Linked DNA regions of Sus scrofa: regions 1 and 2 are each linked to region 3. The links are chromatin contacts, called in public HiChIP or PLAC-seq maps. All regions are on one chromosome and are shown on one strand. The core of a region is the stretch at or near the end of the contact, and the rest is flanking DNA. Distances in the headings are between cores, read along the strand shown. Region 1 holds the start of PCBD2 (pterin-4-alpha-carbinolamine dehydratase 2). Region 2 overlaps SEC24A (SEC24 homolog A, COPII coat complex component). Region 3 overlaps CDKL3 (cyclin-dependent kinase-like 3).

Evidence for each region. HiChIP or PLAC-seq counts read pairs in DNA pulled down with a chosen protein or histone mark.
Region 1: an H3K27ac HiChIP or PLAC-seq map of alveolar macrophages shows a contact between it and region 3. The contact joins the promoter of PCBD2 here to the enhancer-like site in region 3. A contact is called at or near these places in 1 of 5 promoter capture datasets (liver), 7 of 47 Hi-C or Micro-C datasets (alveolar macrophages, blood, embryonic fibroblasts and 4 more) and 2 of 2 datasets of contacts at active chromatin or transcription factors (alveolar macrophages and skeletal muscle).
Region 2: a contact with region 3 is called in an H3K27ac HiChIP or PLAC-seq map of alveolar macrophages. The contact joins two enhancer-like sites. A contact is called at or near these places in 2 of 47 Hi-C or Micro-C datasets (blood and epiblast stem cells) and 1 of 2 datasets of contacts at active chromatin or transcription factors (alveolar macrophages).

Annotation. Positions count from the first base shown.
Region 1 is chr2:137,081,319-137,084,952 of Sscrofa11.1, forward strand. It overlaps PCBD2 (pterin-4-alpha-carbinolamine dehydratase 2), which reads left to right and starts at 1,602. Exons shown (of 4, transcript XM_021084778.1): 1 at 1,602-1,741. The coding sequence starts at 1,658.
Region 2 is chr2:136,912,354-136,916,185 of Sscrofa11.1, forward strand. SEC24A (SEC24 homolog A, COPII coat complex component) reads left to right here. Exons shown (of 23, transcript NM_001243924.1): 9 at 1,645-1,754; 10 at 3,549-3,661. Among named protein-coding and RNA genes, the nearest start is that of SEC24A, 30 kb to the left of the region's middle. Within about 2 kb of position 2,403, at least 3 of the 83 cell types and tissues checked have an H3K27ac peak or open chromatin away from gene starts, as enhancers often do. A contact at or near this core is called in alveolar macrophages, where this site is marked.
Region 3 is chr2:136,592,604-136,596,115 of Sscrofa11.1, forward strand. CDKL3 (cyclin-dependent kinase-like 3) reads right to left here. Exons shown (of 13, transcript XM_021084762.1): 10 at 2,469-2,562. Among named protein-coding and RNA genes, the nearest start is that of CDKL3, 54 kb to the right of the region's middle. Within about 2 kb of position 1,773, at least 3 of the 83 cell types and tissues checked have an H3K27ac peak or open chromatin away from gene starts, as enhancers often do. A contact at or near this core is called in alveolar macrophages, where this site is marked.

The sequences.
Region 1 (3,634 bases), core at 352-2,851, 490 kb after region 3:
CTTTGCTAGGACTTAAATCTGAGGACAGAGCATTCACAGCCCCTCTCGGTGGGTGTCACTCCGCCAGGGCCCTGAGTAGCATCCTGCTGCTGCTCTCAGGACAGATCTTAGATGCCACAGTTTCATACAGGGGTGTCAGGGAAGGAAACTGATGAGGGGGGTCTCTTGTTACTTCACAATTACCAGGTCATTTTTCAGTTTTCACTGTAATAAGCAAGTTTGTAAGGCATTTTTCATGCTCCTAAACTCCCAGTGTGAGGCATCAGGCAAAGGAAACCCAAATGTCTCAGACCCTCGAGACCAGTGACATTTGATTACGGTCTGTAGAAAGATTCCTCTGTTGTGTTTTCATCAAGTGGCCAAAAAGGGAAGAAGAGGGATTAGGTCATAAGTCCGTATTTCAGATTATTTTAGGTTAAAAAAAAAACTAGTTAAAAAGAAGTTACAAGTGAGTATACTGAAAACCACTGAATTGTACATTTTATTTATTTTTTAGGGCCGCACCTGTGGCACATGCGAGTTCCCAGGCTAGGGGTCCAGTAGGAGCTGTAACTCCCAGCCTACACCACAGCCACAGTACTGTGGGATCTGAGACCCATGTGTCACCTACACCACAGCTCACAGCAATCCCAGATCCTTCACCCGCTGGCCAGGAGAGGTCAGGGATCAAACCCGAGTCCTCATCCTCATGGATACCAGTTGGGTTAGTTACACCTGAGGCAGGAGAAGAACTCCCGAATTGTACATTTTAGAGGGTGAACCTTACGGCAAGTGATTTACATCGCAAGGAAAAAGGCAAAAAAAAAAAAAAAAAAAAAAAAAAGGAATGATAAGAGAATTAAGATACTAATACACATGTAAAAGAATACCTAGTTTGTAAAAAGAAAAAAGATATAAAAAAGTCTATCCACGTGTATCTCCGGCGTCTCTACCGTGCACTGTGCGCCTGCAGCCCTTTACAGAGCACCTTGAGCCTGACTTTCCCAAGTATTTCATCCGGACAGACAGATGGGCCAGTGTGCCCAGGATCTTGGCAACGAAATAGTGACAGAGCAGAGCTTACATTCGAACCTGCAGCTCCCTGACTTATAAGGGCCCGACCTGGATCACTAGGGTTCACTGCTCCCCAACTGCGAACAGAGTGGAGCGGTCCCCCAGAACCCCTTACCCCGCCCACCCCACAGCTCCTCTGCCCCTGCCTGCGCCATCCTCCTGCCCGCGCCATCTGTTCGCTCCATCGCCCAGAAGGAGCCCAGGGCAGTCAGGCCGTCAGCGAGGCTGCGACACCCCCAGCCCCAGACGCCGAAGACAGAGAACGTGCAGTGCACGCTCAGCGCCAGCCCGCCTGCCTCCCCGGCACAGGCAGGAAACGCGGCACCTGGGCACGACTCGAAAGGCCAGCGGAGCGGGGTCTGACAGCGCCCGGGGCTGCGGGGGCCTGCGGGGGCCTGCGGCCCCGCGCCCTCCCGGCTGCCGGCAGAGCTGCCGGCCATCGAAGCTTCCGGGGGCCTTCCGGGGCCGGACCGCGCCTGGGCCTGCGCGGCGGGGCCGGGCTGGGCGGGAGCTGCCCCCGCGGCTCCTGGCTCCGGGCCGGCCCGCGGAGCGGCGGCCGGGGCGGCGGGCAGGCAGCGCGCCGGGCAGCCCTGGGCCGGAGGCTATGGCGGCTGCGCTGGGGGTGCGCGGGGCGACGCGGGGCTGGTTCGCGGCGCTGCGGGGTCGACGCCAGAGCCTCGCAGCTATGGTGAGTGCGGAGAGCCCGCGGGGTCGCGGGAGGGCGAGGCGCCGCCGTGCCGGCCGAGGGGCGGAGGGACCCGAGCCGACCCCGAAGCGGGCCCGGCCTTCGGGCTCGGACTTTGGGGAGTCACATTCGGGTACCCGGCACGGTCGGAAGCGCTGGTCCGAGACATGGGTGGCCGCAGCATCTTAGTTTTCCTTTGGCTTAAAAATCCCGTCGTCGTCTACCAAATTGCCAACCGGAAAACAACCGAGGCCGACTTTCATTAGAAAAGAAAAAAGTAAACATGAAAAGCAGTTGCGAAAGTATTTCACCATTAGGGTTTCTTGATGAGACTCCAGTTGCCGTTCGGTCCTCTAGACTGTGCGCTCGGAGAGAGCGGGCGCCGTCTCGCTCTCGGCTCGCTCGCTGTAAACAGCGGGACTGAATGTGGAACGAATTCATTTCTCTTGGTGTTAATTTTTTTTAAAGGAATTACTATTGAATTACCTTTTTGGTGGCACATTGCCTCTTAATTCCTTTTCTGAGGGGCATCCTGTCAGTTTCCCTGCTTTGGAAATTAACAGATTGGGGGGTAAATTAACTGGAGGGAAAGTTTTAACTTGCAGCACCACCTAGTGGGAAAAAGTTGCGTGAAACTCACCTTTTCATTTTCTTTAATTGCTTGTGGGGGCCCATTTGGCAGTTTGAAATCCTTTAATAGAAGAAATTAAAAATAACTCGATGATGGGAAAGATGGGCACTCTGCTTCTTGGCCACTAAGGCGAGGACGCAGGTGGAGTGCTCACTGTCACCTAGGCGTGTCCCAAGGCATGCCTCTACCTAGGGTGCTTGGTGATCCAGTAAAACTGTGGGGTTTGGAGAGGAATGAATAAACGGACGGGATTGGAGTGGTTGCCACGTGCCGGGCTCTCTGTTGGGTGCCTTCACACTCAAGAGCTCTTTTAAGCCTTTCAGGAATTTTGGCAGGTGGCTGTGGTAATATCCCCACTGTAGAGCGCTGCTCATCAGAGAGGCGAAGTGATTTATTCAGCACCCACAGCTGGAAGTAACAAAGCTAGATTTCGAATCAAGATGACTCTCCAGGAGTTCCAGTTTGGCTCAAAGGAAACGAATCTGACTAGTATCCACGAGGAGGCAGGTGGGATCCCTCACCTCCTCAGTGGGTAAGGATCTGGCTTTGCTGTGAACTGTGGTGTAGGTCAAAGACGTGGCTCGGATCTGGCATTGCTGTGGCTGTGGTGTAGGCTGGCGGCTATAGCTCCCATTTGACCCCTAGCCTGGGAACCTCCATATGCCTTGGGTGCGGCCCTTAAAAAAAAAAAAAAAGAAAAGAAAAAGATTACTCTTCAGATCCTGTGCTTTCTCCATCCCTCCCAAAGGGGGAAAAAAAATTCAAGTCCACCGCAAAGGGTTCTACAGAGGGTATGTCCCCAAGAGAACCGTTTGTGTTACGTAGGTGACATGACTCCATTTCAGCCCCAGACCTGATCCCTGTGGCTGTGGTGAGCGCAGAGTGCATGTCACCGACCTCACTGGGCTGTGGGTGGTGGAGCGAGCAGAAAAAATCGGCTCAGGGTGGGCTCCGCAGACCCCAGGCGACTGCTGCGTTACCCACAGCATGGTTGAGAGTTTTCTTTTGCAGCTATTCAATAATAATTCCCTTTCTTTTCCAAAACGACTCTGCATTGACCTAAAATATTTAAATATTCAGTTACAATTTTAGATTATTTCCTAGAGGGGGTCTGCGTGTGAAAATTTTCAGAGCTATTGCTGTGAAACTAATGAATACTTTGGTTCTGAATAGTGTATTTTTTCCCTTTTTTTGGAGTTTCGTGGACGTTTAGTTGATTGGCAATGTTGGGATCATGCCTGGTGTACAGCGCAGTGATCCAGTCA
Region 2 (3,832 bases), core at 1,153-3,652, 320 kb after region 3:
TGAAGGGAGGTGGGCAATGCTAGAAGGTTAGCTGAATGTAGTTTTTTTCCAGTAATTGAGGAGGAAGAGATCTCCTTCAGGACTGTTTCACAGTTTATATTTGAGGAATATCATCCAACCAGCAACATTCTGTTGGAATTAGAAAAGAAAAAAGGGTATGCTGATATCCACACTGAAAATTAGGTCTCTGTTTAGAAGGAAATTTTATTAAGTATTGGGAAATAGAGGAACGGGAGAGATTTTTTTAAAGATCAATTTTATTGTTTGAGGTTTTTTTTTTTTTTTTAAAAGAGTAGAGGAGTTCCTGTTGTGGCACACTGGAAACGAATCTGACTAGGAACTACGAGGTTGTGGGTTCGATCCCTGGCCTCGCTCGGTGGGTTAAGGATCTGGCACTACCATGAGCTGTGGTGTAGGTCGCAGACATGGCTCGGATCTGGCATTGTTGTGGCTGCGGCGTAGGCCAGCAGCTGTAGCTCTGATTAGACCCCTAGCCTGGGATCCTCCATATGCTGCGGGTGTAGCCCTAAAATGCAAACAAAACAAAACAAAAAAAACAGTAGAGGAAAGTGAGGATAGAAAAAGAACTTACTTTTTTACTCTATAATTCAGAAATACAGGAGTTCCCATTATGGCGCAGTGGTTAACGAATCCGACTAGGAACCATGAGGTTGCGGGTTCGAGCCCTGCCCTTGCTCAGTGGGTTAAGGATCCGGCATTGCCGTGAGCTATAGTCTAGGTTGCAGATGCGGCTCGGATCCCGCGTTGCTGTGGCTCTGGCCTAGGCTGGCAGCTCCAGCTCCGATTTGACCCCTAGCCTGGGAACCTCCATATGCCGCAGGAGCGGCCCAAGAAATGGCAAAAAGACAAAATAAATAAATAATTCAGAAATATATGTATATGTATAGTGTTTAGTATACTTTAAAATCTTAGGTGTATGTGCTTCAACGTGTGAAGTTAAATTATAATAAACATTGAAGTCACTTTCATGTGTACCCCAGACCATTTCATGAACTATAGCATAACCTTTAGCATATATAGCAATGTGAATTTTTAAATGGTCACTAACCAGGAAGACAGCTGCTGTGGTAACTAAGTTAGAAATATTCTATGCGCACCAGTGTTTTATGAGCATTAAGCAACTGATGTTCAGTAGAGGTCTTACCAGTTATTGAATCTCACCACACCCTTAGGCTTTAACCTTTGAAGTGTTTCTGCAGTAGCTTTCTAGGGGCAACCAGAGTCTGTATACCTTTCATACATCAAATGTTAATATCCTTGTACTCTTGTGAAATTTAAGACAAAATGTAGTCTTGCATTTGGGAAAATAATTGGATTTAAAGAGTTTTCATCATCCTTTCAAACTGTTTCAGGAAAACTGTTTTCTAAGAATTAAGAGAAAGAGAATATTAGAAGATAGGGAAAGGAAAATCATAGTGATTGTGGTTGTAAGAGCAAAACATACTTAGTGCCATTCAGTATGGAGATGAATTGAATGGAACTCAAAAACAAAGTGTTTTAGCTCCTAATATTTAGTCTATATTGAATTATTTATAAATCCCTAAATTAAGAAAATAGCTAAATGCAAACTGTATTAAACTCAATCCTTTCAGTTTTCTCATTATTTTTTGTTCACTTGCATAGTTCCTGAAGAATTCATGTACAACCCTTTGACCAGAGTCTATGGAGAACCTCACAGAAGACCTGAAGTTCAGAATGCTACTATTGAGTTTATGGCTCCTTCAGAATACATGGTAAACTTTCATTTTTTAATAACATAAATATTTCTTAATACAGGGTTTCATATAAAACAATATAGTCTCCTTTAACAAAATTTTGTATTTTTAAACGCATAAAAGTTATCCTTGTTCATTATAAAAGTATGAAAGGGTAAGTTTGGAAAGTTAAAGTGGGGAGTTCCTGCTGTGGCACAGGGGACTAAGAATCCTGAGTTGCCGCAGCTGTGGCTCAGATTCAACCCCTGGCCTAGAAACTTCCATAGACTGCAGGTGTGGCCAAAAAGTAAAAGTGTAGGAGTTCCTGTTGTGGCTCAGCAGTTAGTGAACCGGAGTAGCATCCATGAGGAGTCGGGTTTGATCCCTGGCCTTGCTCAGTGGGTTAAGGTTCTGGCGTTGCTGTGAGCTGTGGTGTAAGTCACAGACTCGGCTCAGATCCAGTGTTGCTGTGGCTGTGGCTCAGGCCAGTGGCTCTAGCTCCTGTTGGACCTCTAGCCTGGGAACCTCTATACGCTGTGGGTGCAGCCCTAAAAAGACAGAAAAAGAAAAAAAGTTAAAGATGTATGTGAAGTTCCACTTAATGTTTTTTGTGCATCTATTTTGAAATTTGCAATATAGTATTGCAAAGGAATTCCCTGGTGGCCTAGTGGTTAAGGATCTGGCATTGTCACCACTGTGACTCAGGCCATTGCTGTGGTGCAGATCTGACCCCTGGCCTGCTAACTTCCACGTATTGTGTGTGGCCAAAAAAATATTTGGATCCTATTTATTTTCAGGTCACTTCCAGTTTTCTTCTTTTTTAATTTTTCTTTTCTTTTTTCTTTTTTTGGGGGGTCTTTTTACCTTTTCTAGGGCCGCTCCCATGGCATATGGAGGTTCCCAGGCTAGGGGTCTAATCAGGGCTGTAGCCACAGCAGTGCGGGATCTGAGCTGCGTCTGCGACCTACACCACAGCTCACCCCAACGCCGGATCCTTAATCCACTGAGCAAAGCCAAGGATCGAACCCGCAATCTGTGGCTTGGATCTGATCCTTGTCCCGGGAATTGTGTATGCCGGAGGTAGCCAAAATGAAAAAAAAATATGTTCAGGCTAACTTGATTTGTCATTTTCAGAACTGTAATTTCCTTAAATTGTGAAATATAATGTGTACATAAAACATAAATATGTAGGTTGCCACATAATGCTAACACCTGTGTTAGCATCACCCAGGTCAAGAAACTGGACATTGCTGATGCTCCCAAAAACCTTTTTCTGATCATAATTCTTTCCCTTCCTGTCCTAGAAAAAACGCTCTTCTGACCTATGACAGTCATATTCTCATTTATCTTTTTCTAAGTATGCATCTGAAAATAATATAGTTTTGCTTAATTTTAAACTACTTTCTATATTATTTTCTTAATCTGTTATTATTACTGTCTCCACTTAATTTGTAAACAGTACCTGTTTTTTTTGTTTCTTGTTTTTTCGTCTTTATTTACCTTTTCTAGGGCTAATCCCGTGGCATATGGAGGTTCCCAGGCTAGGGGTCTAATCAGAGCCGTAACCGCTGGCCTAAGCCACAGCCACAGCAATGCAGGATCCGAGCCGCGTCTGCAACCTACACCACAGCTCACGGCAATGCCAGATCCTTAACCCACTGAGCAAGGCCAGGGATCGAACCCCCAACCTCTTGGTTCCTAGTTGTATTCGTTTCCGCTGCGCCACAGTGGGAACTCCAGCCGTACCTGTTTTGCTGTGTGTAGACGTGACAGATAGTAAGTTTAAATTTAATCCCATTAACTGTGTTTAATGTGATCATTTTCTTCCTACAGTTACGGCCACCTCAGCCTCCAGTGTACCTCTTTGTATTTGACGTGTCTCACAATGCAGTTGAAACTGGATACTTGAATTCAGTTTGCCAGAGTTTGTTAGACAATCTGGATTTGTAAGTATCTTAATACAAGTTAAATTAGAAGCTAAGTTTTTGTAAAATGAACAAGCAGTTTCAAAATAGACTTTTAAAAAAAACATGCAATTAAGTTCTAAAAGATCACTTAAATCACTGGTTAACTTTATACCTCACTGTCTCTGAGAAATATTATTTTAACTTTCTGCT
Region 3 (3,512 bases), core at 523-3,022:
GCATATTGGATATTCTGAGAAGAGTCCTTTTTTTTCTTTACTGCACCTATAGCATATGGAAGTTCCTGAGCTAGGGCTAGGGGCCAAATGAGAGCTGCAGCTGTGGCCTATGCCACAGCCACGGCAACATTGGATCCAAGCCAAATCTGCAACCTACCCCTGAGCCTGTGGCAATGCTGGATCCTTAATTCACTGAACGAGGTCAGGGATTGAAACTGCATCCTCGAAGAGACATCAGGTTCTTAACCCACTGAGCCATAACAGGAAACCACCCCTCTTCCAGAATAGTCTTGATCATGAGAACCACAATCTCAACTTTTATGTATTTATTTATTTTTCGCCATGGCATGCAGTCACTTCATGTGGGATCTCAGTTAACAGACCAGGGATTGAACCCAGGCTGCAGTGGTGAAAGTGCTAAATTCTAATCACTAAACCATCAGGGAATGCCCTTCAGCTTTTTAATTTTTGATCCTATTCATTCTGACTTTGGACAAATGGCTTCAGTTCATTTTATGAATAACTTATGTTTCTATCTACAAAATGATATGCTCTGAGGAGTTCCCAATGGGGCTCAGCAGGTTAAGAACCTGACATAGCTGACAAGAGGATGAGGGGTCGATCTCTGGCCTCACTCAGTGAGTTAAGGCATTGCCACAAGCCACAGTGTAGGTCTCAGATGTGGCTCAGATGTGGTGCTGCTGTGGCTATGGTGTAGGCCTGGAGCTGCAGCTGCCATTTGACCCCTGGCCCGGGGAATTTCCATATGCCGCAGGTGCAGTCAAAAAAAGAAAAAAACAAAAAACAAAAACGACGTGCTCTGGACACTAGGAAAACCCAAAGGGAAAAATTACTTGTGAGCCCAGCATTCTGGAAAAACTTTTGTGTTACCTGTTTTTGCTCATTTAACCAGAGGTGACAGAAACTTTCCTAGGTTAATGAACACTTTCACAACCCAATGTGTAGTACCCACTGTGTGGATATATTCTTAACGGAGATAACCCGTCACTTGCTCTTGGATGGATTTGTGTTGTTTTCAAGACTTTATTATTGCAAATAACACTTTCATTTTTTTTTTTTTTTTTCTTTTTAGGGCTGCACTAGCGGCACGTGGAGGTTCCCAGGCTAGGGAGTCTCATCAGAGCTATAGCTGCCGGCCTACGCCACAGCCACAGCCACAGCAATGCGGCATCTGAGCCGCATCTTCAACCTACACCACAGCCCATAGCAATGCTGGATCCTTAACCCACTGAGCGAGGCCAGGGATCGAACCCACAACCTCATGGTTCCTGGTTGGATTCGTTTCCGCTGTGCCACGATGGGAACTCCAACACTGTTTCGATTTTTAATTAACCTATTTTCCTATGTGAAAAAAAAGGAAATGGACTACATCGATTATTTTTTCCTTTTTTTTTTGGCCACACCTGCAGCATATGGAAGTGCCTGGGCCAGGGATCATGCTCATATCACGGCTGCAGCCCAAGCCATAGCAGTGACAATGCTGGATCCTGGCAGAGAAGTCACTACATTGATTATTTTATCTAGTGAGAAGTAAGAGGTATCTATTTGGCAACTGCTTTTTTTTTGGGGGGGGTAAGTTATTGAAAGCATAGATTCACAATGTAATAATTTCTGCTGTATAACAAAGATTCAGTGGCAATTTCTTTAATGTATAAAGATATTAAAATCATTTTTGGGAAGTAAAAAACCAGAAAGTCTTGTGACTCTTTTTTTTTTTTTTTGGCCACACCCACAGCATGTGGAAGATCCCGGAGCTGCGTCACAGCAGTGACCCAAGCTGCTGCAGTGACTATGTTGGATCCTTAACCTGCTGTACCACAAGAGAACTCCAAAAGTCCTGTGACTTTTAAAGGTAAAACCTTAACTTTTTCCCCCAAAATCACACATTAAAGATTCAAAGCAAGTTATAAGAAACTAATTAAAATTATGAAATCACTAAGGAATAGATACTTTAAAAAAATCACTAAGGAAATGCTGACGTATTTTTTTTACCTCAGAGGGAAAATAAACTAATAGCAAAATTTTTTAGGAGTTCCCGTCGTGGCGCAGTGGTTAACGAATCCGACTAGGAACCATGAGGTTGGGGCTTCGGTCCCTGCCCTTGCTTAGTGGGTTGACGATCCGGCGTTGCCGTGAGCTGTGGTGTGGGTTGCAGACGCGGCTCGGATCCTGCATTGTTGTGGCTCTGGCGTAGGCTGGCAGCTACAGTTCCGATTGGACCCCTAGCCTGGGAACCTCCATATGCCTCGAGAGCGGCCCAAGAAATGGCAAAAAGACAAAAAAAAAAAAAAAAAAAAAAAAAAAAAAAAGGAAAAAATTTTAAAATGTTAGGAAACAAAAGATTTTTAAAAAGTTAGAGCCCCATAGATAGAGAAAAGGACAAGAAGTGAGGGTGGGGTCGGGGATAATGTTGAGAGTATATTTTAATGATAAGCTTCTTGCCTTACTTGAGAGGGACCTGTATTCTCATGCTTGCTATTAGACATAACTTGTCCAACAAATTGTGAAGAAGTACGCCTCTTTTTTGCTCTTTCACTTAACCTATTATTCAAAAACAAATAAGAAGTTATTAGAACTCCCCGGAAGTGCTTCTGCTTTAGCTTCAATAATGGTAAGTTATTCCACAATAGTCTACTGTTGGAGCAATGAGCGCCGAAATGCAATGGTCAGTCTTTCAGCACTAATGGCTCTAAGTTAAAGAGGTGAAAACAGAGCAGAGCACACTCATTCATGGCTAACATCTGCGGTGACAACCATGTTGGAGGGTTACTCCAGCTGGCCTGCTTGGTCCCTTCTGTCTGTTCTGAACCTGGATTTCTTCACTACGGTTCATGAATTTCTGAGCTCTCTGACCAAGGCTAGTTTATAACTGTGGTTACTGTGATCATGGTTTGGTTCAGTCCAGAAAGACTGTCCACTTGCTGTCTATAGCCTGTTGCACCTTTGGACTGAGACAGACATGTCCCCTTGCCACCTCGAGAGACCACTAAGCTTCACAGCTTATAACCCACACCAGTCTGCTAGGACTGGCTTAGGATATCAAACCTAACCTCCTTCCCCATGGAGAGTCATAGTTTCCTTAAATTTAGAACTAACCCTGATGCCTTGCTAGACAGACCCAAGCTATCCATCACAATACCTTTGATTAATCAATCAGATAAATGGGACCAGTCACTCAATCTAAATCTAAAATTTGTCCAATATGTTTGTTTTCTTCCCAAATATTTGACCTTGAAAAGCTCTTTGACTATACAAGATTATTTTCAATTATCCTTTCTCCATTTAGGCTATTTGCTATTGATATAAAAATAAAGCTTACTTTGTTACATGATGGCACATCAGCACCAAAACTGAGGTAATATTACATTTTTCTCTTCAAATGGGAAGTGATTTTTCTGAGGGTCTTTTTTTAAATCACGTTTTTCCAAACAGCATTAGTGAAACACTAAGCACATAGCCAAACAAAGTTAATTTCTTCTATAGCATTCATA